Linked DNA regions of Mus musculus: all the other regions are linked to region 2. A link is a contact called in public HiChIP or PLAC-seq, capture Hi-C and promoter capture Hi-C data. All regions are on one chromosome and are shown on one strand. The core of a region is the stretch at or near the end of the contact, and the rest is flanking DNA. Distances in the headings are between cores, read along the strand shown.

What was found. Promoter capture Hi-C pulls out the DNA fragments that hold promoters and counts their contacts. HiChIP or PLAC-seq counts read pairs in DNA pulled down with a chosen protein or histone mark. Capture Hi-C pulls out chosen DNA fragments and counts their contacts.
Region 1: a capture Hi-C map of embryonic stem cells shows a contact between it and region 2, with 2.7 times the contacts expected there. The contact joins the promoter of Wdr89 here to the promoter of Esr2 in region 2. A contact is called at or near these places in 6 of 39 promoter capture datasets (the 3T3-L1 cell line, 3T3-L1-derived adipocytes, embryonic stem cells and 2 more), 1 of 484 Hi-C or Micro-C datasets (cortical neurons), 2 of 115 datasets of contacts at active chromatin or transcription factors (embryonic stem cells and stem cell-derived neural progenitor cells) and 1 of 9 other capture datasets (embryonic stem cells).
Region 3: a contact with region 2 is called in an H3K27ac HiChIP or PLAC-seq map of VIP interneurons, with 9 times the contacts expected there. The contact joins the promoter of Sgpp1 here to the promoter of Esr2 in region 2. A contact is called at or near these places in 7 of 39 promoter capture datasets (cranial neural crest, embryonic stem cells, hippocampal neurons and 2 more), 1 of 484 Hi-C or Micro-C datasets (embryonic stem cells), 6 of 115 datasets of contacts at active chromatin or transcription factors (VIP interneurons, embryonic stem cells, large pre-B cells and 1 more) and 1 of 9 other capture datasets (embryonic stem cells).
Region 4: a contact with region 2 is called in a promoter capture Hi-C map of liver, with 2.2 times the contacts expected there. The contact joins the enhancer-like site here to the promoter of Esr2 in region 2. A contact is called at or near these places in 18 of 39 promoter capture datasets (the 3T3-L1 cell line, 3T3-L1-derived adipocytes, the C10 cell line and 11 more), 2 of 15 datasets of contacts at CTCF or cohesin (the NIH/3T3 cell line and large pre-B cells), 4 of 484 Hi-C or Micro-C datasets (3T3-L1-derived adipocytes, embryonic stem cells and liver), 7 of 115 datasets of contacts at active chromatin or transcription factors (embryonic basal ganglia, embryonic forebrain, embryonic heart and 4 more) and 4 of 9 other capture datasets (adipose tissue, liver, macrophages and 1 more).

What each region holds. Positions count from the first base shown.
Region 1 is chr12:75,667,034-75,671,171 of GRCm38.p6, reverse strand. It overlaps Wdr89 (WD repeat domain 89), which reads left to right and starts at 1,635. Exons shown (of 2, transcript NM_028203.1): 1 at 1,635-1,700. It overlaps Gm34717 (a long non-coding RNA gene), which reads right to left and starts at 1,447. Exons shown (of 3, transcript XR_381697.2): 1 at 1,091-1,447.
Region 2 is chr12:76,175,488-76,179,772 of GRCm38.p6, reverse strand. Esr2 (estrogen receptor 2 (beta)) reads left to right here and starts at 2,514. Exons shown (of 10, transcript NM_207707.1): 1 at 2,514-2,826.
Region 3 is chr12:75,733,140-75,737,806 of GRCm38.p6, reverse strand. Sgpp1 (sphingosine-1-phosphate phosphatase 1) reads left to right here and starts at 2,078. Exons shown (of 3, transcript NM_030750.3): 1 at 2,078-2,894. The coding sequence starts at 2,244.
Region 4 is chr12:75,763,398-75,767,687 of GRCm38.p6, reverse strand. All of the region lies in intron 3 of Gm40447 (collagen alpha-1(II) chain-like), which reads left to right. Among named protein-coding and RNA genes, the nearest start is that of Sgpp1, 30 kb to the right of the region's middle. Within about 2 kb of position 1,732, at least 33 of the 459 cell types and tissues checked have an H3K27ac peak or open chromatin away from gene starts, as enhancers often do. A contact at or near this core is called in adipose tissue, liver and trophoblast stem cells, where this site is marked.

The sequences.
Region 1 (4,138 bases), core at 386-2,885, 510 kb after region 2:
TCCCCATACGTCAGGGCACTGGGTATAAAAATGTAAAAAACCAGAACCAGGGAGCTCTTAACCAATCTATCCACTGAAACCCAAACTACCTTCCAGGTAGATTTCTGTAAAGTGCTACAACCAGAGACTACTGGGGCATGGCTCACTTGCTCCTGGGGAGAAGCGCATCCCTGGGTCCAGCACTATGGCTGCAGTTGATGCCCCTTCCCCGAAAGCCATTGTTCTTGGTTGGATAGCAAAACTGAGTCCTCTCCGGGTTACACGGATCCCTTCATAGTCCTAAAATAAGAACCATCACTACCTGTGATATAAAGATCAGGGCATGGCAAAGACCAAAACCCCGGGGGGTCAGGTTACAAGCCCCCTAGGATGGCAAGCTCCCAACTCCAATTTCCCCCAGGAATTCCCTTTAGTAACTTCATAGATAAAGGTCCAGAAGGCAGTGGAAGCCAGCATCTCAGTGTTCAGGATATGAAAAGAGTATGTCAGTTCCCTAACCATTCTTAACCCACTGTAGGTCAGGACTCCTGGCTATGCCATGACACCAAGACCGATATTAATTAGAAACTGCAACTAATCAAACAATAATCTCTATCTCCAACTCTACTAGCTGTAAATGGGACCAACCTAAACTCACCTTGGGGGGATTTCCAGGGGAAGGATACCTTTTAACAGCACCAAGATATATCCCCTAGTTAGTTCCCCTTATTCAGATTCCTGTGGGTATACACAGCACGTTAATTTCACGAGTCCCAGCCGAATGTATTTCCAGGGACAATCTGGCTTGTTTGCATTATCGCTTAACCAAGTACGTATTTTCTGAATTGTTTACACTGGAAAACGCGGTCTCATGGTTGTTATACCACAGGTATTCATCTATAATGAAAAGAGGGTAGAGTCCACCTAAACTAGATTCAGGGCTTCTTGGTGTTCAAGGACAGAGCTCATTCCCCTATTGGTAGGGCCAGATGTCATGTCTCCACTACAGTTGGAACATCAGCCCTGTATCAAACTAAAGTTTAAAAGCAACATCAAAATAGGACAGATGAGACAGGACCTGACCATTATGGACTTCAATTCCCAGAGTTACCTGGGGCCGAGGCAAAACTACCTCCAGATTTTGTAATTGCGCTCCTGTCAACCTTGAGTCATAGCCATGCTGGAGTGAAGGCCGGATACTGCTCGTTCAAACCCGCCTGTATAGCTAGGCTTTGTGATCACGTGTGGTTATTTCAGATCCACGAAATCCTGCCTCAGCCCCACTCCTCTGGTCCGCGAAATAACTTTACACCCGAGTCCGAGGAAGCGGAAGAAGTGCTGGAAGAAACTGCAAAGCCACATCCGCATGAAAAGGCGGAATCGGTGACGATCTTGCCTTTTATTGGCCACACGTCCAGGAAGCTGGGTCCCAGGGACTTCCGTTAACCTGACCTAGAGGGAGGTGTTGTATGGCGTGGTCCGTAGACCGAGTTACGCATGCGCAGACCTTCTGCCCTCGTCCAATCGGAAGGTAGCAAGCAAAGGCGCGCGGCTCCCGCTTCAGAAGAGCCCGCTGGTTATGGTCCGGCCTCTGTGCTATGGACCAATCCGCTTCAGCTTCCTCTATATTTTTACCCAATCAGAGCCGGAGGGCGGAGTTCCAGCCGGCCGTGGGCAGAGCGTGCGTTTTCTCCAGCTCCAGTGTGGGGTTTGCTGCGGAGGTACTTTCTGCTGGGCAGGGCGGGCAGCTCTCTCGACCGGCGGCCACTGGGTGGCACGCGCGTGGAGAGCCCTGGGCGGGGAGCGCAGAAGGGGAGCGGGTGGTGTGAGAGGGAGCACGTGCATGCGCAGGGACCGCGTGGGTCTCTGTATGCCAGGATGTGGGGTCCATGCCACCCGAAGGTCTCTGCTTCAGTTTCGAGGAAGGGTGGGTAGGTCCCTGCTCGCTCTTGCCTGCCCTTCCTCTCACTCATCCCACACCCACCTCCTGGCTCCGGCCTTTTTCCACATCAAAAAGCAGATTTTTTCATTTGGTACGCGGAGCCAAGTCGTACAGTATGTGCTGTGATGCAGGCTACTAGGCTAAGTTCCTTACGTGTGTGGTGTCATCTAGGCCACACAGCTGTCCACCGAGCTAGGTGCTGGTCGGGTGTGGTGAAGCACACCGGGGATCCCAGTACTGACTGGGAGGGAGGTAGAGGCAAGAGGATCTCTTTGAGTTTCCAGCTAACCAGTGCTTCTTGGGAAAACTTTGTCATGCACACACACACACACACACACAAACCTAATTCACAACGAAAACCACCCAAGAGGCAGTGCTGGCAGCATCTTATTTTTGTGAAATGTCTCATTTAGGCTAACTCTGACAACTTAAATTGAGGGAATTCAGCTTCCACAAATGTAAAATTAAAGATAGTACAACTAGTAAAACGCTCCTGTTTTCTTTCCTAACTTGAAATTGTTTTAAAGCCGGGCAGTGGTGGCACACGCCTTTGATCCCAGCACTTGGGAGGCAGAGGCAGGCGGATTTCTGAGTTCGAGGCCAGCCTGGTCTACAGAGTGAGTTCCAGAACAGCCAGGGCTACACAGAGAAACCCTGTCTTGAAAAAACAAAAAAAGAAAAGGAAAGAAAAAAGAAATTATTTTAAAATCCTAAACAGTGTACCAGGAAACCAGTTAATTGGTTATTATCCAAGTAAGATGAACTGGTAGGAAGGCATCAGTCTAAAGGTCTACTTCCTAACTTTGCTTTGCAATCATCAGGTTGTTAAAAAGTGCATGGTCCGTGCCAAATTGCTTCTCAGTGTTGTGATAATTCAGTGAAGATGTGGACTTATAGTCTATGTTATTGGTATCAACCATACCTGTTTCTGCTTCTTGTTTAAAGACCACAAAATCATGCAGCCTAGTTAACAATGTAAGTGTGAGATACCTCTGTGTTGACTACTTACCCGCCTATCTTGGGGTCAGGACAGTACTATCTAGAGAGCAGAAGTGAGAAGTGTCTAGCTCGTCTTTTTACCTTAGATTTTATAGAACAGGGCAAAAGTAAGTCAGCCCCTGTGACTGTTGAGGTTTCTTTCGTGTCCACCTTTGTTTAAAATCTTGACTGTTTTCTGCAACTTTCAGGGTTGGTTGGTTTGGGTTGGTTGGTTGGTTTGGGGTTTTGGAGTCAGGGTTTCTGTGAGGTTCTGGTGGTCCTAGAGCTCACTTTGTAAACTAGGCTAGCCTTAAACTTAGAGAACTTGGTGTTCTCTCAAGTGCTGGAATTATAGGCTTTCACATCAACCGAACTGCACCTTCTATTTATTATAAATAGAACTGAAAACATTGTGTGTTTTGTGTGTGTGTATGTGTGTATCTTTCTTGTTGTTTTTGAGGCAGGGCTTCAACCTATGTAGCTTTGGCTGACCTAGAATTTAGGCTAGCTTTGAACTCACAGATCCACCTGCCTCTGCCTCCTGCATGTTGGGGTTAAAGGCCAGTGTCTCACATCCAGCTTAAGACATTGCTTTTTGTTGTTTTTTTGTTTTGTTTTTTGAGACAGGGTATCTCTGTATAGCCCTGGCTGTCCTGGAACTCACTTTGTAGACCAGGGTGGCCTTGAACTCAGAAATCCACCTGCCTCTGCCTCCCGAGTGCTGGGGTTAGCTTTTTGTTGTTATGGTTTTTTTTTTTTTTCTTTCCCACTCTTATGCTAAAAGAACAAACAAAACAGAAACCCTACATTTCTACATTTTCAGTGGTCTCTCTAAAACAAAAGACAATCAAGTGGAGAAAAGAAGAAAACCTCACAGTCTCATTGTACTTTAGTCTGGACTCAAGCTCAAATGTATTAGTTGGAATATATACAGTTCACTGCTAAGCTTTCTGTCTTTGAATATTTTATTACATTGTGTGTGTGTGTGTGTGTGTGTGTGTGAGAGAGAGAGAGAGAGAGAGACAGAGACAGAGACAGAGACAGACAGACATGGCACTGCAACTGTGGAGGTCAGAGGACAACTTGGAATTTGCTCTTTACTTCCCCCTTGTAGGTCCAGGGAATCAATTTTAGGTCAGATGAGCACTCCCACTGGCCCTGTTGTTTTTGAAACAGGCTCTTGCACAATACCCCAGGCTGTCCTGAATTCACCATTTACCTTAGGTTGGCCTCAAAACC
Region 2 (4,285 bases), core at 1,265-3,764:
CTGTTCTCATCTGGAAGGCGGAGCCAGTCTTACTTGCCCCTTGGAACCGGTATGAGGATTACAGAGGAAGCTGTGCAGTCTGGCTTGGTACACATACTTCATAGATGTCAGCTTTCTCTCCCTCACACCACCTTTACCTGCCTCTTGGCTCTGGGTTGAGATCCTTTCATGGATGTTCCACTGTAGATGATTTTTTAAAATTAAAAATGTATTAGTGTATGTGTATATAATGTGTGTGTGAATGTGGGTGTGTGTATGCCATGCGCTTTGGGTGGCAATCAGGGTAACTTTTGGTAACTTTCTGGAGTTGGGTCCCTCCTTCTCTCCTTCCATCTTTTAATTTTAGTTATTTAGTTTTATGTATGTGGGTGTTTAGCCGGCATGTGTGTAAGTATGTGTACCATATATGTGCCTAGTGACTGGAGGTCAGAAGAGAGTATTGGCTCCCCTGGGACTGGAGTTACAGGTAATTGTGAGTCGCCATGTGGGTGCTGGAACTGAGCCCAGCTCTTACATAAATCCTTCCACCTCCTTGGGTTCTGTGAACTAAACGCTGGTCTGTCAGACTAGCTCGGCAAGTTCATTTATTGGTTGAGCTATCCTGGCCTCCCTCCAGATGAATCTTGTTAACAAAGTATCATTAAATGAACTGATTTGTTTAAGATCGCTACTGCAACTTTTCTACCAAGGCAGGAAAGGAGGAAGGACTGAGTGACACAGGACACACAGACACACAGGAAAGGACACAGGGACGTGCAGACTGGGAAGTATTAATCTCATCCTTGCCTATCCTCACCAGGATGGACTCAGTAGCTACCCACTCTCCCATCCACTCTACCTTTCCTAAAAGGACAGGGACATTCTATCTCACAAATGGAGAGAACCCAGGACTTTTAGCTTAAATGAAACCTGTACATGGGATGAATGGGGGCAGCGAGCTTTGTTTTTGTTTTTTTCGAGATAGGGTTTCTCTGTGTAGCCCCGGCTGTCCTGGAACTCACTTTGTAGACCAGGCTGGCCTCGAACTCAGAAATCCGCCTGCCTCTGCCTCCCAAGTGCTGGGATTAAAGGTGTGAGCCACCACCGCCCGGCAGCAGCGAAACTTTTGGTATAGCCTTTGCTCATAGTCTATAAAGACCGTGCTTCTCCACATATGTAGTCTGCGGTGCCTACCTGTGGCACTCATAAACCCGGGCCTCAGAAAGGTCCCCGAAGGCGTTTTGGTTACACCCAAAATGTTGAGGCTGACATTGTATAAGTTTCCCTCCAAATCCCCCCCGCCCCCCCCCCCCCCCCCGGTTTTCTTCTATTAGAGTACCGTCCACCAAGAATCACATTCTGGGTCTGAAGGGACATCTCAGCTGTTAAGATAGCTTGCTGCTCTTGTACAGAAGCCTAATTCTGTTCCCAGCACCCATACGCAGGAGGGAATCCCGCACCTATAGTCTCCGTAGACATCTGCACGCCTGTGTACATACCCATGTGTGCATAATTTAAAAGATAAAAAGTAGATCTTTAAAATCCTTCACAAACATCCCCGTGATGTGTGCGGATGGCTTGACGATTAATTAGGTACACCAGTGACACCAGGTTGGCCTACAGGTCATTTGTTTTCCTTTTAACTTTTGCCACCAAAGGCTGCCTTAAAGCCAGTTGTTTCCTCAAAGACTATAAGGTATGGTTTCAGCCTTTGTGTAGAAGGGTCACTTCCAGGCTAAGCGATTGAGCTGGGAGGATCAGATCTACCATCAGGGGGCGCCAGAGACCCTCTCCGCCCCTGTAAAAGCGCAGGCAGATTTTCTCCAGGTGAATTCCAGGAGGCTCGCGGGATCTTGGACCTAACCCATTGCCTTTTTTTCTTTTTCTTTTTCTTTTTCTTTTTCTTTTTCTTTTTCTTTTTCTTTTTCTTTTTCTTTTTCTTTTCTTTTTTTTTTTTAACGAAACAAAACAAAACAAAACAAAAAACAACTCGTTTTCTCTCCCGGCTTCCATCGCCAGCCGCTGATAGATGAGCGTTCAAACCTTCACCTCCAGCCCCATTGCCTTGCCTTTCTGGAGCACAAGCTAACACTCCCTGCAAAGGAATCTGCCTTCATTACTTCGTTATTACTGCTAATTTCGGTGCTATTACCCGAAACCGGGGCCTGGCCCATGCTTCTCAAGGAGAGTTGTCAAACTTAAGCATTTAATGACACGCACGTAGGTCAAAGTATGGAAACAGGATTAAGTGTGGTCCCTGGACGCACGCGGTTAAGTCCAGAATCCCTGGGGATCTGGTCAGAAATTCCCATTCCCGGGCCCCCATCTCGATCCTTCATCGTCAGTCTATTGGAAGCGGGGTGTCCCTAGAGGATGACTGTGAAGTGGCTGGAGGTCCACATCCAGTGGATCTGGTTGCACGGCGCGGGAGTGCCTGAGATCTCTGGCTCCCGGTTTGTGGTCACGTGGGCTTCTCAGCTACCCTCCCACACTCTTTCCAGGTCTTTAAAAGAAAGACGCACTAACGTTCGTTCGTTAGTCGTGGGCAGTCTTTGCAGCTTCTCCAGCTGCTGGCCCTTTTGAAAGGCACTCTCGGGTCCCTGCCTTCTCCCAGGCTTCTAGCATCAACCACCTCTTGAAACTTCCTGGGAGTAGAGGAGGTGGGGAGCTGGCCTGGAGGGAGCGGCTTGTGCGGCCACTGGCATCCCTTGGCATCCGGGTCTGCAGTAGAGTCTGGCAGCCGCCGCAGGCTGAGCGACAACCAGTGGCTGCGAGTCCCGCTCAGGGACCGAGGAAAGTACGTGTCTGCATTTAGAGAATGCAAAAGAGAGAATGTCCACCCGCTAGGTAAGTGTCCCTTTGCTCATAGTGAGGCTTAATTGACTTTGTGGGAAGCCGGCAGAGTATAGAACAAAAAAAAAAGGGGGGGGGAGGGTTGGGGCACGGGCATGTATGCAACTGTTCTGAACACTACCGGAAACAGAAATTTTTACTGACTTTTGGTTTAGTTATATAAATATAATTTCATTTTAAAGGAAGAAAATTCCTGTGGTTTTCCTAGCAGTGGATACGATGATGACGCTTCTTGCTTGAGTGTGGTGGACCAGGGAAGATATGCCTATCTTAGGCAGGTGATCATGGCTTGTCGACTGGCAATCCTTAGTCGTGTCAGAAATAGAGTTTAACTTCTTTCCTGGATAGTCTGAGAAAGATTAAATCTGATTTCTCTTATATGCTGAAGAGGAATCTAACTGTTGCTTCTTCCTGATTACCTGTGGTGACAGTTTCATAGTGGAAAGAGTGAATATTGGTATGTGTGTGTGTGTGTGTCTGTGTGTGTGTGTATAAAACAAAACTATGAATTTGAGCGCTATTCAGAAAGCAAGCGTGACAATTTAACTTAGGATTTAGAAGGCAGGTTTGTGTTTGGCACATAGTACCCTCGAGGAAAGATGTTTATGTCTTGTTCTATTTCAAGTGTTTTTGTAAGCATCACTTGAAATTTCATTGTTACTATAATGATCCGGCTCATGGTGGATATTTCCTCTCTCCGTGTAAATGTTATTTAAAGAGTGAAAGGAAAGATTAGAAAGAGGATATATAGTGACAACAAGAAGAGTGTAATCAGTAGCTTCATTTTCTTACCAGAGCAAGTCTGATTGTAAGGGTTCTCAACCAGTGGGTCGCGACCCCTTTGAGACACCCCCCCCTCCCCTCGATCTCCAAAAACATTTACATTATGATTCATAACAACAGCAAAATTACAGTTATAAAGTAGCAATGAAAACAATTTTATGGTTGGAGGTTAGCATAACACAAGGGTCTGTATTAAAGAAATTGCCCCACTAGGAAGGCTGAGACCATTTCTCTACAGCATTCTATATGAAGTAAAAGATGAGGTTTTATCAGTCAGGGTTAAAGCAGAAACTTTAGGATTTCATTTTATGTTCAATAGATGTCTAGATGAATCTGAAATTCTTATTTCAAGAGCAGTTTTAAAGACAACACTTTAAGTCTTGCCTAAGATATATAAATGCTTGAAATCAACAAAAAGCATGCAGAAGACAATTCCAAGGTGGGTCTGAGGAACCCAAATGGATCTAGTCAGATTGAACGTTTCTCAGGATTTATTTTTAATATAAAAATGTGAAATTTAGTACTAAATTCAATATATCAAATATATAAATTAGCATTTAATAGACCTCATGTCCCTTTTAAAGACTAAAACACTGTAATTCTTATTAAATGTGTATCCAATAGGCAATGATATTTCATGTTAAAATTTTAGTTGATGTTTTGAGTCACT
Region 3 (4,667 bases), core at 829-3,328, 440 kb after region 2:
AGAAGTCACAGAAGACCTTTATTTTAGACAAGGCTCTTGCACTAGGCTCAAAACAAAAACAAACAAAAAAGAACTAACCAAAAACAGACACTCCTTGCTAAAGGTCTGTGCCATAAAACTCAACCTGACTCTATCTCCACTCTATAAGGAGAGTAACTTTGAAATGGCCACTTTCCCCACATTTTATTTTTTGAAAATACTTTAGCCCCTCCTGCTTCAACTTCCCAAGTGCTGGAATTACAGGCAAGCAAAACCATACCCAGTTTGGAGGCATGGATTTTTTTTTTAAGTTCATACATTCATTTTTATTCCTTCAATTATTCAATATTTGTGTTGGGTGCTAAGGATATAGAAATAGAGGGTAGTGTTTCTGAGGCAGAGGCGAGAGGATGCTACAAGTTCGGGATCAGTCTTGTTTATATAGCTAAATTCCAGGGTATCCAGGTTACATAGTTAGACCCTAGGGGTGGAGGGGACATATAAAAAATTATGTGTGATGTCCATCCTGTAACCCTACAATTTGGTGGTCTGGGGTTTCAAGACAAACAAAATACTCAGTTGTAGCAAACACCTGTTAGCTCAGTACTTGAAAATCAGACTTGGTCTCCACAGCAAGTTTCTGGCCAGCATAGCATGTTTTATTATAGATTATTTTTGCCAAATGCTAATAATGGTCTTTATTATTCAGAAACATCAACTAATAACACTACTCTGTGTATGTTCTGCTGGGCCCAAACTCAGAGCTTCCTGCTTGCTGGCTAAGAAGAGACACCCATAGCAAACCATGGTTACTTTGTATACCATTCTTCAGGCCCAGTATTCCTTTTCTCATGCTTGTCTGCTTTCCTAGGCTGTAAACGCTTTTACTTATTTTGATACAGTATCTTGTTATGAAGCCCCAGCTGTCCTCAAACTCCAAATCTTCCCATGTCAGCCTCCAAGCGCTGGGATTCGTCTGTGCTCCCTCAACCTTTCCAACCTCAGCAATTCCAGGGCCAGGGACTCGAGGCAATCCTCTTTATGACTGCAGCAAGTGGAATAGGAGGAGCTGGGAAGCAATCTTTCTTGGGAAATGAAACTATTTCTCATGGCTTACCAGCATGGAGCATTTTCCAGCCTCTTTCTTGGAAGTAGTTCAGTCTTTAATTATAGACATTCGTTTGCCTTGACTGAAAATAACTTCCTGGAATTAAAACTTTGAAATCTTTTAATAAAATCGGATCCATCTAGAAGTTAAAGTCAAGTTTGTGACTTGCAAGACAATCCTGTTAAGATTCTAGTTCAGCCTATCAGATTCCAAGTTCAAACCTGGCATGGTGCCCCAGTAACCCCGAGTCTTGGGGGGCTTCACCAGAAGGATCAACAGTTCAGGGCTAGCCTTAACTACATAGCAAGGCTGAGGCCAATCTCGGCTAAATGATATACCCTGGTTCAAAAACAAAAACAAAACAAAACAAACAACAACAACAAAACAAAAACAAAAACAAAAAAACAAACAAACAAAAAAACAAACCCGAAACTCACAAAAAGAAAACGATAAAAGACAAAACAAAAAATACCCTCAGAATTCTCCACGCTACATTCTCCCACTAACTATGTGTTCTGAGCAATCTTGCTAAGTGCTAGAATTTATTAAGGAAATTTTACACCTAAATTCGCTTAAGAGACGTATGTGATGAGTGACAGTCAGATTTTACTTGGTAGGTGACTGGCTTTTCCTTTGCAGACCACAGCTGTGTCAGCGATCACATACCCAGGCTCTGTCCTGGATTATCTACGGTTTTCTAATCTTGCCACCGCTGGTCAATTGGCACGTGGCTTTCCGGACATCAACCATCCGAGACAGCTCTGAAATTAGTTGCTAATTAATGGCGTGAGTCGGACGATTCCGGTTTCGCGGCGGTTACTTTGCCTCCATTCATCACGCCCCAATTGATTCCAGGCTAATAAAAGCCGCGGGCAGCTCCTGGGTCACCAGCCCTGCCTAGACCCGCACTGTTCTTCGCACAGCAACCAGGAGCACCGGGAGGCGGGGCTTCGGCGACAGCTCCGGGCTGCGCGCGCGGCGCGGGCCTCCGTGAGCGCGCCAGGGGAGGGGCGCGCGGGGCGCAGGGCGCGCGCGGCGGCCGCTGCGGCCTGTTGGCGCGGTCGCCGGCAGCCTCGAGCGAGTCGAGCTAGGCACCGTGGCGGCTGTGGCTGGCGAGGAGCGCGTGGCCGGATCAATTCCCGAGTGGCCCGCGACCATGTCCCTGGGGCAGCGGCTGGCTCTGCTGGCCAGCCGTCTGCAGGAGCCGCAGCGGGTGGCGAGCTTCCAGCGTCTGTGTGGGGTGGAGGTGCCGCTCAGCAGCCCGGCGGCGGACGAGGATGCAGAGACCGAGGTTCGCGGAGCCCCGGGAGAACCCCGGCGACGGGGACGGCAGCCGGGCGCTGAGGACAGCCCCGCCAAGGCGGACTGCTGCGGTGCCCCGAACGGCGTGCGCAACGGGCTGGCGGCCGAGCCGGGCCCGACCGGGCCCCGCCGCGCGGGCTCGCAGCGCCGCAACTCGTTGACGGGCGAGGAGGGCGAGCTGGTCAAAGTGAGCAACTTGCCGCTCTACTACCTGTTCTGCTTAGGCACGGAACTGGGCAACGAGCTCTTCTACATCTTATTCTTCCCCTTCTGGATCTGGAATCTCGACCCCTTTGTGGGCCGGAGGCTGGTGATCATCTGGGTGCTGGTCATGTACCTGGGCCAGTGCACCAAGGACATCATCCGCTGGCCACGGCCGGCCTCGCCGCCTGTCATCAAGCTGGAGGTCTTCTACAACTCGGAATACAGCATGCCCTCCACGCATGCCATGTCAGGCACCGCCATCCCCATCGCCATGTTCCTGCTCACCTATGGCCGCTGGCAGGTACGCTGTGCCCCTCAGCTCCACGGTCGAGTTTCCAGTGCTTTCTGAACTTTCTTTTTCCCCTTTTTTTAAAAATTTGCCTCTTCCCGTCCAAAACCCCAACCCACAGGTTCTCACAGTACCCACGCAGGTCCTGTCAGAGTTCTAGAAAATTAACTGATGACGGTTCTTAAACACTAAACTGTATTTTAATACAGTTGGGTATAGTTTCTTAGACCCCCACCCCCCAAGGAAACACTTTTCGTGCATTGAATCCTTGAGCTTAGACTGAGTTTTTAAACTTAGTTCGTCTGATGCACAGTGGTGATTCAGTGTACTTAAAATGAAACACTTGGTAACTGAGACCCGGTTTCACTGCAATACATGGTGTTTACAATGTAAAATTAAAGAGTGTTTTCAAAACAGTAGTATAATTTCGGCACAGGCACATTCCAAGCACTAAAGTAATGACAGTTAAGAAAAAAAGCCGAAAGGTAAAGGAACAGAATCTAGATGAGTTCGTCGTAAAGGATTGACTGCAGGTCTGTTAAGACACTTCACTTCTGTCTCTGGTCTGGAGAACCAGTTGTTAGTTGCTACACTGTTACTATGGCGGTAACTGTAACCCTGCAGTTATAGGCTTTGCCTTCCGAGGAGCTGGATTGGTTATAATGGCGTTTGACATCGGGGGCAATTTGTCCATCAAGAGTTTTTAATGGTAGTCATTTTTTTAATTTGCCTGCGTTTTGGGGCTTCCCTAATTTGAGCTTCCTAGGGTTTGTTTGCAAGTGATACTTGAGTTTACAATTTAATTATCTTTCACACAGAAGCAAAATATATTTGTCTACTGGTCTTGCTTTATCTGTCTTAAATTGTATGATTTGTTAGTCTTTCGGACCAGACTCTTAAGAATAAAGTGCATCGGTTTTGGAGAATCTAGGAAAACTCATTATCTTTTTTTTTAACTCCCTTTTATTGCACAAGATTGAGAAATGCCAACTGTGCTGTAAAACTCCATTATAGGCTTACTTAACCCACGTTGAGTTTCAGTATGGGTAAATGTTGCCAGTATCATCCCAGGCCCTCTCTACTGTGCAATTCATCTGTTTTACAGTAACAGAAATCAGGCATGGACCCAGGAAGAATGACGGAATTAGGAGGGGAGACTAAGATAGAAAGTTCTTTTCTTATTTAACCCCTGGTGATACATGGTCACATTTGGATTGTAAAAACAGTGTTGCCTGTTTGGGGTGGAAAAAAAATATCTAAAAATTCCCATCTGATCTAATTATTCCAGAAAGTGAGATTGTCAATGTGTTCGGCATGCTGTTTACTGTGACTGTGTGCTGCTGTTTGTCTTACTGATGGGGGACTTTCTACTGTCTCTTCTCTGATGGGCTGCTGCTAACACTGCGGGAGGGGGCAAAGGAGAGGGAGAGAGAGTGAGAGAGAGAGAGTGAGTTGGTTCTGCTCTTTAGTTATTCAGGACACACGCTAACAGGAAGTCTGAAAATAGTTCTGCTGAATTGTTTATGGGGTGTAGCTATCAATATTTTAACATTTCAAGGCCACTTGAATAATCAGGCTAAGCTTGTATTCTAGTTTTTGTTTGGTTGGTTTTTAGGCAGGATCTCACCGTAACTCTGGCTGGCTTGGAACTCACTATGTAGCTCAGGCTGGCCTCAAACAGGAATTATACACAACCTATTGTATTTAATTCAACATTTGCAAATCATACAGGCTTTGAGATTGCAGCCAGGCAGGGTGATAGAAATCATCTAGTCTTAAACAGAT
Region 4 (4,290 bases), core at 483-2,982, 410 kb after region 2:
ACTCATGAAGACACTGAATTTCTTGATACTTTGATCTTAAACTTCCTGCTCTGCAAAACTATGAGAAATCAACTTCAATTTGTAAGTTATTTAGGCTAAAGTATTTTTAAGTCGCTTCATCTCATTTATTTTACTCATGTATTTACACATGGCATACTTGTGGGAAGTCTCAGGACACCTTGGCAGGGGTTGATTCTCTCTTTCTACCATCTCGATCTGTTACTCACTGAGCCACGATGTCACCAGCCTCCGTGGGACAGTGTGTTCTTAATCTGCATGATGCCTGGGTTTGAGCCCTAACACTGAGAAGTAAAATGCATATATGCATTGTGCTGATTAGAATGTGTGCAGGGGCTGGAGAGCTGGCTCATGGGTAAGAGTACTTACTGCTCTGGCAGAGGCCCCCATCCTGGGGCTCCAGTGCGGCCTTCTGACCTCTGAGGAATCCTGCATGCAGGTGGTGCTCAACAATTCACACAGACACAGACAAAGCCATAATTATTTTCACCTGTTTATCAGAGACCAGCCAAGTTTAACATCAAGTGCAATTACAGGAGCAACATTGGGTGACTTCCTGGCGCTTCTCCGGGATGACGTCAGGGTAGCGCTCTCACAGAAGAAACAGAACACTCACAAACCAATCTGTACTTTGGAGGTTGAGAAGCCGAGGGACTTAAAACCATCAAAACAGCACAGCTGTGCAGCAGTTAGAGGCCTCCGCAGGGAAGGGTGCCTGCTGCCACGCCTGATGACCTGAGTTCCAGCCCCAGGACCCACACAGAGGAAGGAGAAAAGAGTCACTCACTCACACACACACACACACACACACACACACACACACACACACACACACAAAGTGTATTAAAAACTTTGGAGGGAAAAATCTGTGAAAACCTTTGAGGTGTTTATTCTGTAGAAAAGACATCTGAAGTTCTGGGGGGGGGGGGAGGAAAGGGAGCTGCGTGATATATGAGTGTCAAGGGTGCAAAATTTGAGCCGAATGAACAATACCAAAGCAGCAAGGCAGATTCCTGCATAAGTTGAGTTTTAGGACTGAACAAGGAAGTGTTCTCTGAAAGAACAATAAGTGCTGTTAGCCGCCGCCGAGTCATCTCTCTAGTCCCACTGAGATGTTTTATTTTGTTTGGCTGGTTTTATACACACACACACACACACACACACACACACACACACACACACACACGGCAGGTTTATTGGGAAGGTTTTTCCTCTGGAAAAGCAGAAAATGCTCTTAACTGCTGACCCTTCTTTCTAGACTCCTGAGTTAACTCTTTTCAAAATGTTTTTCTTTTTCTTTTTGTGAATTAACTCTTAAGGGAGGAGACTATGATATTCAATGGTCTAACTCAAATTCACAGATCCAGATGTGAGTCACCATACCTGGTTACTCCATTGTTTTGACCAGGAGGAAACGGCTTTAGACTTTCGCGTAATGGGTTTCAACAGAGCTCCAGTAGCTGTCCTCAGATGCCTCCAAGACTACCGTAACTTTTCCCTTCAAGATCTAAAATCCTCTAGGAGATGAGCTGAATCGAGGGAGAAATAAATACAACCCATTGCTATCATGAAAATCCAGAAATCCAACTCCAAAGTTGCTCACTAGAAGGAATGAGTGTCTGAACAGGACTTCCGGTCACTTCCTCATGCAGAGCCTGCAGGCAGCGCTTTTGGAAAGAGATAAGAAACCAGAGCTTCCTTCTGTCCTTCCTGCCTGGAAAACCAGGGCTCCTTCCTGCTTCTGGCTAAAAATGGGCCTGTTCACCCTAGGAGTCCTGACCTTAAACTGCCTAGTCAACTCTAATTGCCAGTCCTTATCACTAGTGATAATGAAACTAACAGCCCACTACTTACTGAAGATTTATGCATACCAAGCTCTAGTCTAAATTCTTTGCATGAATTAACTCCTTGTATCCTCAAAATACTCCTAGGAAAAAAAGTAAGCGAACAATAGGCAGATCTTGGGCTAGGAGTAAGTCTGATAGACCTCTTGCCTCTGGGGTCACTCCCCACAAAACAGGCAGATTTATATATATATATATAGTAGGTGGTTCTGGGATTCAAACTTAGGTCATCAGTCTTTTACTATTTGACCCATCTTGCCAGCCCTACATTAGCTACTTGAGCTTAACTCTCTTTCTCTGTCTGTCTTACTCTGTCTCTCTCTGTCCCTCTGTGTGCACATGTGCATGTGTACATGTGCTCTTCTCTGCATGCACAAGTAGAAATCAAAGGTCATTGTTGAATGTTTTCCTTAGTCACTCTCCACGCTACAATAAATGTATTTATTTATTTTGTTTTATGTATATGGGTGTTTTGCCTGCATGTATGTCTACATCCTATTTATGCAGTATCTGAGGAAGCCACAGAAGGTATAGGATCTTCTGGGACTACAATTAGCAGAGGACTGATGACCTGTAAAAATCTGAGATGTGAAAAGATAATTGAACAGATATGCTCTAATATATGGCACACACACATACAAACAAGCAAAATGTACACATGTGCATATACATATACATGCATATGTACATGTATATATGCATGTATTTCTATGTGCACATAGAAATGCATCTAGTTGCTGAGCAGTAGAGGTGCATGCCAGTAACCCCAGCACTAGGGAGGCAGAGGCAGGTAGATAGATCTCTGTGAGTTCAAGGCCAACCTAGTCTGTGGAGAGCCTTGAGCAATTGCCATCATGAGCCTCCGCTGTGCCTAGCTGGTAAACAAGTAATGTGCGCAGGTGCAAGAGTAAATTCATGCCAAGTCACTGCCCATCCCGGGGCGTAGTAGTGGGATGATGAGTGAGCAGCTAGTCAGGAGCTGACACGTCACATGGAGGGGTATATAAGCAGCATCATTTTCTTTGTTCGGGGTTGTTGTTCTTCTTTCGCCTATGCAATCAATGCTCTCCCAATAAACGTGTGCAGAAGGATCCTGTTGCAGCGTCGTTCTTCCTGGCCAGTTGAGCGCGCGCAAGACTAGTCTACAGGGTAAGTTATAGAACAGTCAAATGTCTCAAAGAACCAATATGTTATGGTGGCATGAGTACTCATGTGCCTTAGTTTGTTTTTTGGTGTTGTGATAAACACCATGACCCAAATAACATAGGAATAGAAGGGTTTATTTCATCTTAGAACTCCAGATCATAATCTATCATTGAGGGAAGTCAGGGCGGGAACTTGGAACAGAGACCATAAAGGAATGCTGTATACTGGCTTGCTAAGCCTATTTCTTATACAACCCAGGAGTGGCATTGCCCATATTGGTCTGTACTCCACCCCCACCCCCATCAATCATTAATTAAGACATGCCAATAGGCCAATCTGCTGGAGGCAACCTCACCTGAGATTCTCTTTCCAAGTGACAGTAGTTTGTGTCAAATTAACAAAAACTAACCAGCCCAATATGTAGGGACACACATGTATGTATTGTCCTTACATACATTCTTGGGGCCACTTCTAGGAATTTGGCAGGAATTTGACATTAGGCCAGAACAAGGAAGTCGGCTCAAGATGAATACAGGAATGTGCTCTTTGTATCTTGATGGGTCTTGTGACCCTGAATACAGTAATCATGGGATCTTTGTTTATGCTTTGTCTGTTCCTTAACTACTCTGATTATGCCTTAGGACTGACCTGGTTCTTTGTATGTACCTAGAATGATATAAAAGCAGAATGGAAGAAAATAAACCCGCTTCAGCCTCAGCACTGGGGGGAGTCAGGTTACAGCGCTGTCTAATTGTCTTTTTCTTCTCAGTCCTCGCTCCCTCCCTTGACACCCTGTTGAATGACCCTGGCTTGGTCAATGTATAAATATGTGTGCAATACACATACATACTTACTTTTTATCAAAAAAGAGAGAAATGTGCATTTCTTCTTCACACACACAGAAAGAGAGAGAGAGAGAGATAGGAGAGAGAGAGAGATTCGAATTAGAATGGCGGTCCCTAGTTGGTGGGATGGTTTGTCACACATTAGGATGTATGACTTTGTTGAAGCTAGTGTGTCACTGAGGGTGGGCTTTGAGGTCATATGCCAAAGCCATTTCCAGACAGCTCTCTGTTTCCTATTCCATTGTCATGCTCCCCACCACGATGGTTATAGACTAACTTTTAAATCTCTCAGCCCCAATATCTTCTTGGTTCTATAAGTTGCCTTAGTCATGGTGTCTCTTCACAGCAACAGAAAGGTAGCTTAGACACAGATATACAGACACACATACACACACACTAAATGAGAGACTAGAGCCAGATGTAGTGTTATGTTTGTG